2 separate regions of the Rattus norvegicus genome follow, and region 2 is linked to region 1. Evidence: chromatin contacts called from public Hi-C data. All regions are on one chromosome and are shown on one strand. The core of a region is the stretch at or near the end of the contact, and the rest is flanking DNA. Distances in the headings are between cores, read along the strand shown.

Region 1 (6,760 bases), core at 1,896-4,395:
CCACCAGAAGAGGTTAGCCAGGTCCAAGAAAACATAAGACATTTCAGGCCAGCAAATCAAAAGGGAGGAAAAACCCAACACTGTAACAACAAAGTAATAGCAACCAACAGTGTTCACTCCTAACCGTCAACAGAAATGCTCTCAATTCCCAGATAAAATGCCACAGACCAGCCAGGTGGTGGCGTGCACACCTTTAATCTTAGCACTTGGGAGGCAGAAGCAGAAGAATCTCTGTGAGTTTGAGGCCAGCCTGGTCTACAGAGTGAGTTCCGGGACAGCCAGAGCTACATGGAGAAACTTTGTTTCAAAAAAAAATCAAACCAAAACAAAACAACCAAAACCAAAAACCAAAACCCAAACCAAAACCAAAAAACCAAATCAAAAACAAACAAAACAACCAAACAAAGGAAATATGCAGATTAGTAAATTGTATTAGAAAACAAGATCCATATCCGCTGCATCCAAAAAGCACATCTTACCACCAAGGATAGATAGCCCCTCAGGGTAAACAGAAAAAGAGGTTGGAAGGAAATGGACCTAATAAGCAAACCAGTGTAGCCATTTTAATGTACGACTAAAATAGATAAAAATAGACTTCAAACCAAACTAATCAGAAGGAAGAGAAGAAAGGAAAAACCCATTAATGGGACACTGCAATTATGACTATCCATGCCCCAAACACAAAGGCACCCAAGTTCAAACGAAACACTACTGTAGTTAAAACATGTATTATGGGATCCCTGTGTGTATGAGCACGTCTGCATCTGTGTGAGCGCCTTGTGCTTTTCCTTTGTCTCTTTTCCTTCAACTTGTTTGTTTTATCCTGTTCTGAATTGTTTGCTCTTGTTTTATTTTATTCTTATTATTCTTTAAACACATCTTTGTTGGGTGTTGGGCTGTCTTTCTGTCTCACCATGGTGGCAGCCCATGCTTTTCTGGAAGAGAAACAGCGAGGTGTGACACAGATACCATGCTTCTCAGCCTCCTGGGTACCCAGATGCTGATTCCAGAACGGTGGGCCTTGGTGCTAGCATTCTGTCTAAGCTCTACCCCCACAGCTACTGGGTGGCAGCCCGGTGTGCCTGAAACTGTAAAAGGGGCTGCACCCCCTCCTCACTCTCTTGCTTTCTTGCTCTTTTGTCTTCCTGCCCCCACTCTCATCCCATTCCCTCCCCCACAATGTGCTCATGGCCGGCCTTTAGGCTCCTCCTCCTTCTCCTCCCCCTCCTCTTCCTCCTCTATCTCCTCCTCTCTTCTCTCTCTCTCTCTCTCTCTCTCTCTCTCTCTCTCTCTCTCTCTCTCTCCAATCTCTCCCTCCCTCCCTTCCATGCCCCTACTACCCTCTTAACTCCTCTTCCCCATTCCCTGAATAAACTCTATTCTATACTCTATTGTCCTATAGCTGGTCCCTCAGGGGAAAGGGATGTCTCAGCATGGGCCTGCTGAGGCACCCCCTTTCCTCATACTTAACCACACCTCCGTAGAATACAATCCCCACTCTCTTTATCTTTTTATAAGCACATCACTCAGATCCATGTTTCACCTAAGCACCAGGCAGGAAATGAATGGTTGAGCCTGGATCTGGGCAGAATCTGGTTTGGTTCCAAGTGAGTGCCAAGAGAACACAGAGGGACTGGAAGAGGGAAGGCTTTCTCCGGGAGAGCAGCTCTTTCCTATGGAGGCCTTCTTCAAGGAGATCCTTGATGAAGGAGATGGTCCCTGCTTGTCCACACTGCTTTATTCATGGTGGATATAAATACATATATCTTACTCAGGGTGAAGCAGGGATTAGATACCTTTTGCAGGAAGCGATACCCCGGAAAGGAAGTTCATTGGCTGAACACTCAGGGCCTATCTAGATACCTCATCAGCATGGAGAATTCCAGGTTTTTATGCTCTGTGACCGATTGTCCTGGTCCTTTCAGTGGGGTGTCATGGTTAGGCGTTTCAGAACAGATAGAGCCTGACCCGGAGCCGGTTCTACACCTGCCGTTCTCAATTGTGAGATTTTTTTTCCAGGATTTTTGAACCTGCTCCAGCCTTACCAGTTCTTCTGTCTGGTGGCACAGTTCACTTGACCCACAGTTGGGTGTGAATTCAGATGAGAGGGGTGTGGGAGACTCTCGGAGAAGTGAACTTTAACCAGAATATATTATATGGAAAAAAATCTATTTTCAATAAAAGCGAGGTGGGGAGTGCCAAGGTGACCAGATGGAGTCCAGACCTTAACAACCCCTGGATTCTACAGATCTGCTGGAGTCAGAAACCAAAGATAACACCCACTGATATCAATTTACTATCAGAGGGCTGTGGTTAGAGCTATGGGTCCAAATTAACTTCCAAGATCACAGAAGTACACAGTCTAGGATCCACACTGACATTTAGCACTTCGGAGACCACAAACTTATACTCATATTGTCAGAGCTTTTTGTCCCTTCCCCCACCCCTTACTTACAGTTCCTTTGTGCAAATAGCTTTGTGAATTTAAGCTACAGTCTCTCATGGGATTCTAGGAACACTGGAGACAAAGCCTGGGCCCACCACTGACCCCTGAGGCCACTGAGCTGGAGTTCTGGTCACAGGGTGCAGTCCAGTCACCAAGCTCTTGTTATTTTAGTACCCTTTAGTACATGGTGCCCTGCTGGCTTATGGAAGCCACTAGACATAAAAGTTAGGTCCTGTTCTTCCTCCCTGCCCCATGCTCACAGAAATAAGACTCAGACTCAAAAATATATCTACAAATACCTTGGCCATACATCTAGGCTTTTCTCTGATTAGATCACAATTTAAATTATCCCATGAATTCTAATCTACATTCTGCCATGTGGCGGATTACCTGTGCTCAGGGACCTTGTGTCCTTCTCGTCACACCAACCTGGATCTATCCTAGAATTCATTCTGCCTCCTGGATGTCCCACCTTCTATTCTACTCTTTCCTATAGGCCGTACATTTTTTAATTGACAGGTGATGCATCCATACAATGCATATGATATTCTCCCTGCAACTAGAGGCATGTCTTTGACAGCTAATACAAATATAGAGCATTCTGCTTCCTGGTTGGCTGCATGATGTAACCAGCCATGGCCTGTTCCTGCCTACATGGCCTTGCTGCTCTGCATGCCAAGCATTCCATGCCAGGATGGACCAAAGTCCCGTGAAACTGAGTCAAAATAAACCTTCCCTTCCTGTGTCTGTCAAGGACTTCATCATGGTAAGTAGATCAGTAACTAAGACATAACTGTTAGTAAATATGAAAGTCTTAGAATATACAAAGTGTGCCTTTCAACTACCTTGGAATCCGATTGAAAATAAAGGCAGAGAGATATCAGGAAGAGGGCCAACCATTTAGATAATGAGCTACTTACTCTGAAGTAACCAATGGCTTTTGCCAAGCAAACAGAAGGACGTGTATAAAACCAGATAGCAGTGGCAAGCGTGTCACGGTGACGAAGGCAGCCGACGGTTGGTTTCAAGGAATTTACAATTCTAACTGCGTGGGTTGGGCGGTTCAAACTGATTTCCTTAGCCTCTACTAAAGAAAAGGAGTAGATTAAATCCTAAGAAGAGGAGGAAAGCCAGCTCTTACATGTCCAGGAAACAGTGAAATACAGGTTGACAAGTTAATTCCTCGAAGGATAAATAAAAATAAAAACCTTTTAATGAGCTAGAAAATATATAATCTGATAGCTTTACTGAAAATGTAAAAAAGACAAACTACTAGTATCAGTTATGAAGTGTGAGATCAGTATAGATTAGAGATGTTAAGAGGATAAAAATTATGAGCAAATTATCAACACATTTCTTAAAAGGCACACATCTCTAAAAGTGATACATAAAGAAACAGAAAGTGTTAAGTCTAAGCAAAATTAAATTTATTTTATAGTAAAAAAATCTTTCCTCAAAGAAAACTCATACAAGATGGCTGTAAAAAGTAATTCCATTAAACAAAATTTATCTGCAAATGTGAGGTCAGAATCACTCTGATAACCAAAGCAAAGCAAAGCAAAAACCCGCAGAGCAGAATCTCTCACGGACATGGACCCCAGTGCCTTCAGGGGCTAATTCAATCAGCAGTATATAAAAATGATAGCACCGTATGAGCCAGTGAGGGTTTTTTTCTATTATGACAACAACTAGCTTACTATCCAGAACCAAATTAGTGCTAATCCTATGTAGAAAAAGTACTTGATAACTTTTAAAAAAAAAAATCACAAAACTCTTAGCAAGCTTAAAAGGTAACCTAATAACAAGGAACTATGGGAAATCTACAGCTATTGTCATAGCTAACAGCAGAAATAAAGAAATAACTGGATACTTTGCTATTACAACTGAAGACAAAGCAGGGTGTAGCCACTGCCTTAAAATTTGTGTTTCGTATTTCCATGTTTTATCTTTGGTTCTGTAAGTAAATGGGGGCACTTAAGTATACTTCTGTATACTTCAAATCTTCCTGATCACTCGTGTTTTGTTTGCTTATTTTTGAGTTTTTTGAAAATTGAACCATGCTATCTCCGGTTCGGGGGTTTTGCTCTTTTGGTTTTAATTCCACACCGTGTTTCTAAGATGCATATGTATTGCTGTGACGCCTTTATTCATTTCTCCCGGAGTGTTATTTTCCACCTCGAGCACCAACGCAGTGTATCTTATTTTCCACCGCGAGCACCAACGCAGTGTATCTGGCATCAGCTACTTGCTTCATTTTAATCAGATCATTTCTGAAGCAAAATACGAACTGTATTGGTGCAAGCTTAGAAACGTCTTTAGGAAGAGGCAATTGTATGGGTCATCAATGCTGAATTCAAGTGTCCCGGGGTTCCCTGTGATAGCCTCTCTCTGGCCTCAGGGCTTGAGCATCCAAAATGAACATGTTTCATTCTCTCCTAAGCTTCTTGCCAGCTTAGATGGCCTCTGTTAATAACTCATGTCATGTTTGAACTCCCTGTCGCTGCCCTGAGACTGAGGTCTTAATGAGGCTGTGCAGATAGTCCTGAGTGCAGGGAAACAGAGTTTCGATACCTCCAGGGCACTGTCAGGAAGGAGGCACAAGAAATAACTGACGTTGTTCAAGGTGGAGACAAGATGTGAACAGTCTTTAGCATGCTGAATCTCTATGTCTCTGTCTCTGTCTCTGTCTCTCTCTGTGTCTCTGTCTCTGTCTCTGTCTCTCTCTGTCTCTCTCTCTCTCTCTCTCTCTCAAATCACACAAGAAATTTAATCCTGGAGAGAGGAAAATGAAGTCATCAAGGTTGTAAGAGGCACAGCAATGCCCCTGAGTCTAGAGTCTTGGGAGGAGGTCTCTAAATCACTAGTTACTATGCGAATTAGTTACCTTACAGAGAAAATTGGTGAACCTGCTGGGATCATTAACACATTAACAGAATTACCTTTATTGGTTTGGCTCTCAGCTACTTAGCAGAGAGCCAGCCTGAGGGAAGGGGTCCTTGCAAGGGCCAGTGGTGAGTGGAGTTTCTTTCTGCATCTCGGTCTCCTGGGAGTGACAAGTCCAGAAGAGAGGCCCAGAAGAGGGAAGAGAGGGTAGGCAGATGTGTGTTTGTGTGTTTGTGAACGCCTCTGACCACAGGAGGAAACATCTCCTCCATACTTGCAGGCCACACTGGCATCCTCCCCAAAACCCAAAGGGACTCTGGGTGCTCTTGTCCCAATCTGCTTCTTGTCCCGTGTGCTCCCAGGCACTCTTCCTTCTCGGAGTTTCTGTCAGCTGCCTCACAGATCTTACACTGGATTTTCCAAGTTTTAACTCTTATCTGCTTTAGCTCCTCTCATCTCTTCCATAGAACGTTGCCCGTGCATCAGATTCCTCCTCCCTTCCCCTCTGATCACGATCCCACACGGAACAAAATCACACACCTCTCCAACCAAAAGCATCACCGAGTGTCATCGGTCACACCCACTTGTGGCCGGATTGCTCTTGTAGTGAGTTTCTACCGGGCTCCCTGGAACCCAGGAGTGGACTCGTAATCCCTCACAGCTATAGCGGTGAGCATCTGGCCTCCCCTGCAGTCTGATACCCCCTGCTCTGCCCTGTGGGAACAATCCAACCGCATCAGTCACGCTGCATCTCCTAGCCCGTACTCAAGCTTTGCTCCTGCACAGAATGAGCGAGAATACCCTTCCTACCCCAGCAGCCCCGCACAGGCTCTGTTTTGTCAGCTGGGTCTTTGTTGAAGTTTCCAGTATACCTCCAGCCTTGCCTTATTAAAGACCGCTAAAGAGAGAGCTACATAAAACAATAATAGTTTCTATTTATTGAGTGTCGTGGAATGCGGGCGCAATTGTAAATGTGCCTTTTTGCACCTTATCTCATTTGAACCTCCCGGCAAACTGCTGACTTAGACTCCTTATTAGCCCCACTTAACAGAGGAGAAACTGAACGACAGAGTTGGCTTTCCAGCCAATGGCTAATTCCACACTCTGACTACTCTATGCTGCCCCCTTCCGTGACTGGTGGTATTTGCAGCCTATAACATTTTGTTCCCAGATGTTGCTTCCTGGGACTTGCTGCTTTCCACCACAAAGTGCTCACCCAGGGCCGTGAGTGCCCTTTCTGCTGGTCCTTTGGAGTTCTTCGGTGCAGCACTGGGTATTAAATGGATGGAGTGCAGACAGTAAGGTGCAATGTGTTCCTGCTAAAGAATTGTGAGAGATTTTAACAGGGGTATAAGGAGGTCTTTTGTATGTGTTTACTTTTTAGAAATCCTTCTTCGGTGGCTTGTGGAGGGATGGGATGGGACAGCTGAA
Region 2 (6,760 bases), core at 2,902-5,401, 150 kb before region 1:
CACAAGGAGGAGTGAGGAGCTTGCCTTTCTGGGGATTAACATTCTTTTGAATCCCAAACACAGCAAGCCCTGATTAGCATGACTTATTGAGTGAATGCCGAAAGTGAGCTTTTTAATTGGGCATCATGACAAGTTCCTGGAAGGTTTTGTGCTCATCCTGATCTAAGAGTCACAGAAGTAGGAGCTAAGACACCGGGCAACGAGCTAATTCTGGAACTTTCTGGAAGTCCCAACAGCTTGAAACCATGCTTACATTGTTCTGCTTGTAAAGTCCGGGCTGTTCCAAGGAAGTAGTTTACATGGGAAAGCATTTTAACAATCACTTCATATTTTATACAAGTTTTATAGTTGGATATGGCTTTTTAATTGTAAACAACAATAATAGATTTACTGGATAATATAAGAGGTAAATGCACAAAATAATTTGTTAATTGATTTACATTCAAACATGTGGTACGTATTTATATGGTAAAAATCATTCCAGAGAAAACATAACTGCTGGAGTGGAGCCTCTTATCCTGCGTCTTTTGGGTCCCAGGCTTGGCAAGCCTTGGGCAGTCTGCTTTCTGTTCCTGACAGGTCTGCGGATCCTGTGTTCGGGTAAGCTGCGAGAGTGCACAGGTGTGGGTGTCAGTGAAATGCTACCAGATCAGGTGCCCCCAGCCAGCCAATGAGCAGGCTCCAGGCACAAAAAAACAATCTTCTCTTCTTTAGTACTAATTGTCAATTTGGGAATATGTGCAAGTTCCCAGGCCTCCTGTCCCTTCCCTGTGAGTATTCATAGATATACCACATATAGCTATATTGAGATCATATGGGTATAGAAGCACCCGTGAGAGTAAACGTCTCATACTTGAAATCATATAATATGTGATTTTCTTTCTTTTTTTCTTCTTAAAGGATTTATTTATTGTATGTATGTGAGTACATGGTAGCTGTCATCAGACGCATCAGAAGGCGGCATTGGATCTCATTATGGATGGTTATGAGCCACTATGAGGTTGCCGGGAATTGAACTCAGGACCTCTGGAAGAGCAGTCAGTGCTCTAAACTGCTGAGTCATCTCTCCAGCCTGTTTCTTTCTTTCTTTTTGTTAAAATCAAACATTATAATTTTCATGGCAGTTTTGAAAGCTGGATGTCACTGAGTGACAGTATATGCCGTCATATGTGTTCAAGCCTAATTCTACTAATGGAAGTCACGGATGTTAGGTTTCAAACCTGGGACAAATGGCTGAGGAGTTTATTTAATACATCAAAGAAGACATGGTCACCAGGTTCTCCTGGCTTCCCTCAGTCCCTACCTACTATAGGGTCCTCCTGGCTGACATACTCCATCCGTACCCTAAACTTCCCCAGTCCAGTGGTCTAGGCTGCTCTTCCCCTATAATCCAGACATGTTGGTTATCTGCTGTCTTTGTACTTTTGGGCCTCCCGGCTGCTGCTGCACTTGGTTCCCTCTCCCTTCTCTCCCCACATGGCTCAGGGTCATGTCCACCCACACGACCCAGATGTCCCTGCCCCTGGCTGTGCTCTCCCACATGTCTGTAATAAACTTTCTCCTTCTCTATACCTAGGAACAACCATGCTTCCTTTCCTTTCCTTTCCTTTCCTTTCCTTTCCTTTCCTTTCCTTTCCCTTTCTTTCTTTCTGTCTGTCTGTCTGTCTGTCTTTCTCTCTTTCTCTCTTCCTTCCTTCCTTCCCTCCTTCCTTCCTTCCTTCCTTCCTTCCTTCCTTCCTTCCTTCCTTTCTTTCTTCATCCAACCTCCAGGTTTGCTTAACTGTGATCAGAACTGGGAATTTTAAGAGTAATATAAGTCAAATGTAAAATAATTGTTTGGTATAGACTTATAAAATTGTAAATTTCTGGGGCACAGGAGCAAACACTTTTTTTTTCTTTTTTTCCCCGGAGCTGAGGACCGAACCTAGGGCCTTGCACTTGCTAGGTAAGCGCTCTACCACTGAGCTAAATCCCCAACCCCTAGGAGCAAACACTTTTAAGGCTTTTAATTAATGTCATCAAATTACTTGTCGGAAAATGTAAAGTGTGAAGATGAATTGAAAAACATAGATCCTGGTGAGGAATTACATGTGCATAGCACTGAGGCAGGAGGCGTTAGAAAGCTCAGAGACAGGTCAAGCTTCTGCATCATATTACTTTATTTGCTTTGTCAAACAAGCAAACAAACCAGTCAGGGAGCCAGCGAGATGGCTCAGTGGGTAAAGGAGCTTGCTGCTAAGCCTGGGGATCTGAGTTCAATTCCTGCATCACACACAGTAGAAACGACTCTGCCAGTTGTCATTGTGACCCACACATTAATAAATAAAAATTTTAAAGTATGAATTGGTATAAACTCAGAGTTGTTAGATGTTTTCATTTTCATTACTAAAAAGAAAGAGTGTAAAAGGTAGGAAGGCAAGCAGTAAGTCCGACAGCATTTGTCTAAACTCAGCAGACATTTCTAATACATTCATTTTAAACTAACAGTCGCTGCACTTTGCAACTGTTTCCTTTCGCTAGTTTTCTTGCCAAGTCCACACTTCTTTCAGGGCTCCATTCATTGACTTTGATCCCTGTTTGTGACTCATGTAGGGGCGCACTTAACCTTTGTGGCCGATGTCACCCAGGGCCCATCCTCTAATGCTTCCAATTTACCTTTGGTATAGGCAGGTTTTATTCTTTGATTTTTTTTTTTTAAAGCCAGAAATCTGAGTTGTTGGTGTACCAACACTGAGAGCTCACAGACCTTCGCTTTGAAGCCCTAAGGCTTGGATGGAGACCTTAGAGAAGGATTTGTTGTTTTCTAAGCGAAATGCTAAGAATGTGTTTTCAAAACAGAATGTTTAAGGGGGGGAGGGGGAAGGGCAGCTGCGGTTCCTCTTTCTTTGTGGCAGATCTGAAGCAGAAGAAAGAAGTCCTTGAACCTATACTCTCCTCATCTATTTACTGACTCTATCAGGCTGCCCTGGGGGCCCCTGGGAGCCCAGGTCAAATGGCCAATCAATCCAAGTTAAACAAGTTATTTGCTTCAAGAAGAAACAAAGAAAAGCAACCTTTCTTTCTAACCACTCAGCTGAGCCAATGGAACCACTCCCCCTCCTCCCTACCCCTTCCTCTCCCTTGTTTGCTGTGCTGTTGACAGTCGGCTCGGTCCAGCAGGACAGGAACACAGTGGTGACCTCAACAGAAAGAACAGGACAATGCTTGGGAGCAGCAGACAGTGGGGTCAAAGGCCAAAGGACCAGACCAAGATCAAGGAACGCAGATAACTAGGGTCAATGCCTACACTAACCCCCTGGTCACCAGGCGAGTGGTGGGGACCAGGAAGCTGCACAGCACACTGGGCCACAGTCACCCAGTCAGGGTCGCTGGAACTTCTGGGGCAGTTGCTTACCCACCCAACCTAGCAGAAGGTCCTCCAGGGATTCTCTTTAGAGATCCTGGAGGTGCAGAAACTGGATATAGCTGGCCAGGACAAGTTGAGAAAGCCAAAATCCCAGCCCCTGATGAAAGCAGTACACTGCTCTGGAAAAGAGAGCTTTACGGCATCTTGGCCAGGATGGGCTGCCTTCAGGACAGGTGGAGTTTCCTGAAGAGAAGGCACAGGCTGTGAAAGCAGGCTCTTCATTAGAGAGAGCTGACTGACCCTTTGCTCAGTCATGTTTAGTAGGAACCAGAGAAAGAAACCAAGGCAAGGGAGGAAGAGGCAGCTTTTGATGTGCATTTCTTGAGGTCACGGCCTTAGCATGCAGAAACAGGAGTGGAGACCAAGCTGTAGTCTGTATGGAAGGTGGTCATCATAAGGAGCAGAAGTAGGAAGCTGACAGAACACGCATTGTTGCACAGAACGGTACAGTGGGCAACTAGGCTCAAAATTCCCTGTGAATTCCAAAGGCGTCCCGGAGAGCATTTTATCTCTCTCAGGAGGAAAAGAGGAGCAGTTTGTCAGTTCTTGCAAGCCATCATCTGGGGATTTTCCAGAGGTTGAGACTTGCTGGGGTTTTCTTGGCCATGTGGGCTCTAATGTCCAGAAAGAGTCCCCAAAGAGGGCAGAGGGGAAATGGTTGGAGCCATTCTGGTTAGTATGCATGGCAGAGGTGGGTGGCAGAGTCCTGGTTAATAAGTAAACGTGACATTCCATTCAGAGACACTCAGGATCCCTCCACGGAAGTCCCCAGTCTCACTGGTCAAAAAGCACACTCCTCCTGTGGCATGGTTGTCTCCAGCCCCTCCGTCTGCTTGTGGGTTTTCCTGTCAGCTCAGGAAGACATCTCACGAGTTTTTGTACAAACGCTGGCTTACCACGCAATGAAATATAAACTATGGCAGCCTCTAAAGGCAGCCAAACGTCTAGTTAAAATGACAGAGGACACGACCTCAGTGGGCAGCCGTGGGGCCGCGTAGATCCGTGTGCCAAGCTCACAGTTTCTGAGACTGTGGTCTTCTGACAGTTTTGACTCATGTTTTACATAATCATCTATTATCTTAATTTGTAGCATTTCTTTGAAACTCACCCGAGGGCATGTTCTTTCAGAAGCTCAATTACATGCAGTCGGTTGTCTGACAACCTCTTGGCAAACGTTTTTTTTTGTGAGAGTAGGATTTGCGTTTTGACAGGCAGGAGGACACAGCCGATTCTCAACAGGTGCCTCTGGGAGGGCACTGTAGGTGAGGGGGGAAACATGCTAGAAATGTCTTGGGAAATGTAGTGACTAGCGTCGATATGGAGGTACCCAAGCTTCTTTTCTCTTTAAAGGATTTTCCCCCCAAAAAATATTTATTTAGTTACTTTTATGCATATGGGAGTTTTGCCAGCATGCACGTGTACCATGTGAGGGCAGGGCCTGAAGAGACTGAAGAGAATGTCAGCTCACTCGGAACTAGAGTTACAGATGTCGCTGAGCGGTCACGTGGGTGCTGGAAATCGAACCCAGACTCTCTACAAGTAGCCAGTGCTCTTAACCACGTAGGCATCTCTTTGTTCCCTTAAGGATTTATTTTTGTTTACACACATGCGTGTGACTATATGAATGGATGCCACGTGGGGGTGGGGGGTTTCCTGCAGAAGCTAGAAAAGGCCATTGGGTCTCCCGAAGCTGGAGTTACAGACATGTTGTGTCATTCAACATGAACCTATGTTGGATCTCCTGGAGAAGCAGCAAGTGCTCTAACCACTCTACTACCTCTCCAGCCTCCAGGCGTTTTTTTTTTTTTTTAAACTATGCTTTTTATTTTTAATGAGCACACAGTAATTCTTCTGTATGGTTTTAGTGTGAACTGTCCCCTGTAGGCTCTTGTGTTTGAATACTGGCTCTCCAGTTGGTGGTGATGTTTTGGGAAGGTCACAGTCACACGGTCACATAACCACCACCATCACCTATGTGCAGAAGTTTCTCATCTTGCACAACTGAAACTCTGATTTATTAAACATCAAATCCCTGCTCCACCCTGTTCCCAGCTCTGGTAGCTTCCGTTCTGCCTTCTGTGCCTGTGGACTTGACAATTCTGAGTCCCTCATGTGAGTGGCCTCCTGAAATGTCTGTTGTTTTTGAAACTAGCTTATTTCACACCCCATAATAGCCTAGACATTCACCTATGTCATCAAATGCCTCAGAATTTCCCCCCTAATATTCCAGAGGCTCATTCTAGCTCAATGCAGCCCCAGGGTCATGCTGAATAGCAAGCCCCTGCCCCGGATAACTAAACCCATCCGCTGGGCACCAGTTAAACCTGGGCAAGCTTCCCATTCAGACTGGGATAAGTCTTTGTATTCCAAATTTGTAGTGAGAGGGACAGAGAAACCCACTGTGGCTCTCTTTTAATTACAAATCGAGTGTCTCTAATTTGGAAGTGTAAACCCTTCGGAATGGCAATAGGGTGCCACCCAGTGCAAAATTCCTCCACTGAGATTTATCTGGGGATAAAATTATTAAAAAAAAATATGCAATTGCCTCAATTTATGTCAAATGAAGTGCATATGAGGCAGGAATGAGTTTTGCATTTTGGCCTGAGTCTCATGCCTCAAATGCATCATGCGTATGCAAAGACCCCAAACCTGAAAGCAAAGTGCCTGACAGTCCAAACATTTTGGGTGTAGATTATCTAACCCGCACGCACCATTGCTTTTGACGATGGTGTAGCACACATTACGCGAAGCTTACTACTAACTTACCGATATCCTCATGCTCAGTTGAGTAGAGCACACTGACTGAGAATGCTCCAGGCCAGCACCACCCCAGCACAGAGGCAAACCTGAATCTCCACACTACCAAGCAGCCCCTCCCTACCGATGTTCCCTAAGCCTGCTGGCTGTCTCTAGCTGGTTTTGTCTGCTCTGCTACACAGCAAAATCACCTGGCACCTCCCGCTGTTGCCTACCTGGAATTATATCAGTTCACAACTAGCTTGCTGCAGACAGCCTGTTCCCCTCCGTCAGAACAGCATTGGGAGGATCATTGTGAGTGCTTGCATACGGATGTTGTCAAGATTTCCATGCTCCCAAACATTGTGGCTACGGGTGGGCTTTGCCAACAGCGTTCTCACTGCTGAGAGGGATTGTTTGTGTAAATGAGGTTTTGGAAGAAGTCACGCAGAATTGTCGATAATGGGAACCTCAGAGAACATCGAACAACCAGCCAGTGCTCCAGGGATGTGCTTTCTGGTCCTTTTCTGTGGTGAGGAGAACATCATCCCAGGTTAAGAGAACATCACAGTTTCTGGGTTTCCTTGGCAGATTGGGCTGTGTGCAGCTCAAAAGTTC

What was found. A called contact is a pair of places that touch in the nucleus more often than the background predicts.
Region 2: a Hi-C map of liver shows a contact between it and region 1, with 2.4 times the contacts expected there. The contact joins two enhancer-like sites. A contact is called at or near these places in 2 of 12 Hi-C or Micro-C datasets (both in liver).

What each region holds. Positions count from the first base shown.
Region 1 is chr10:48,877,571-48,884,330 of GRCr8, reverse strand. No RefSeq gene overlaps it. Among named protein-coding and RNA genes, the nearest start is that of Hs3st3b1, 210 kb to the left of the region's middle. Within about 2 kb of position 3,145, at least 1 of the 93 cell types and tissues checked has an H3K27ac peak or open chromatin away from gene starts, as enhancers often do. A contact at or near this core is called in liver, where this site is marked.
Region 2 is chr10:49,030,247-49,037,006 of GRCr8, reverse strand. It overlaps LOC120095117 (a long non-coding RNA gene), which reads left to right. Exons shown (of 6, transcript XR_010055375.1): 5 at 485-600; 6 at 901-2,350. Among named protein-coding and RNA genes, the nearest start is that of Hs3st3b1, 60 kb to the left of the region's middle. Within about 2 kb of position 4,151, at least 1 of the 93 cell types and tissues checked has an H3K27ac peak or open chromatin away from gene starts, as enhancers often do. A contact at or near this core is called in liver, where this site is marked.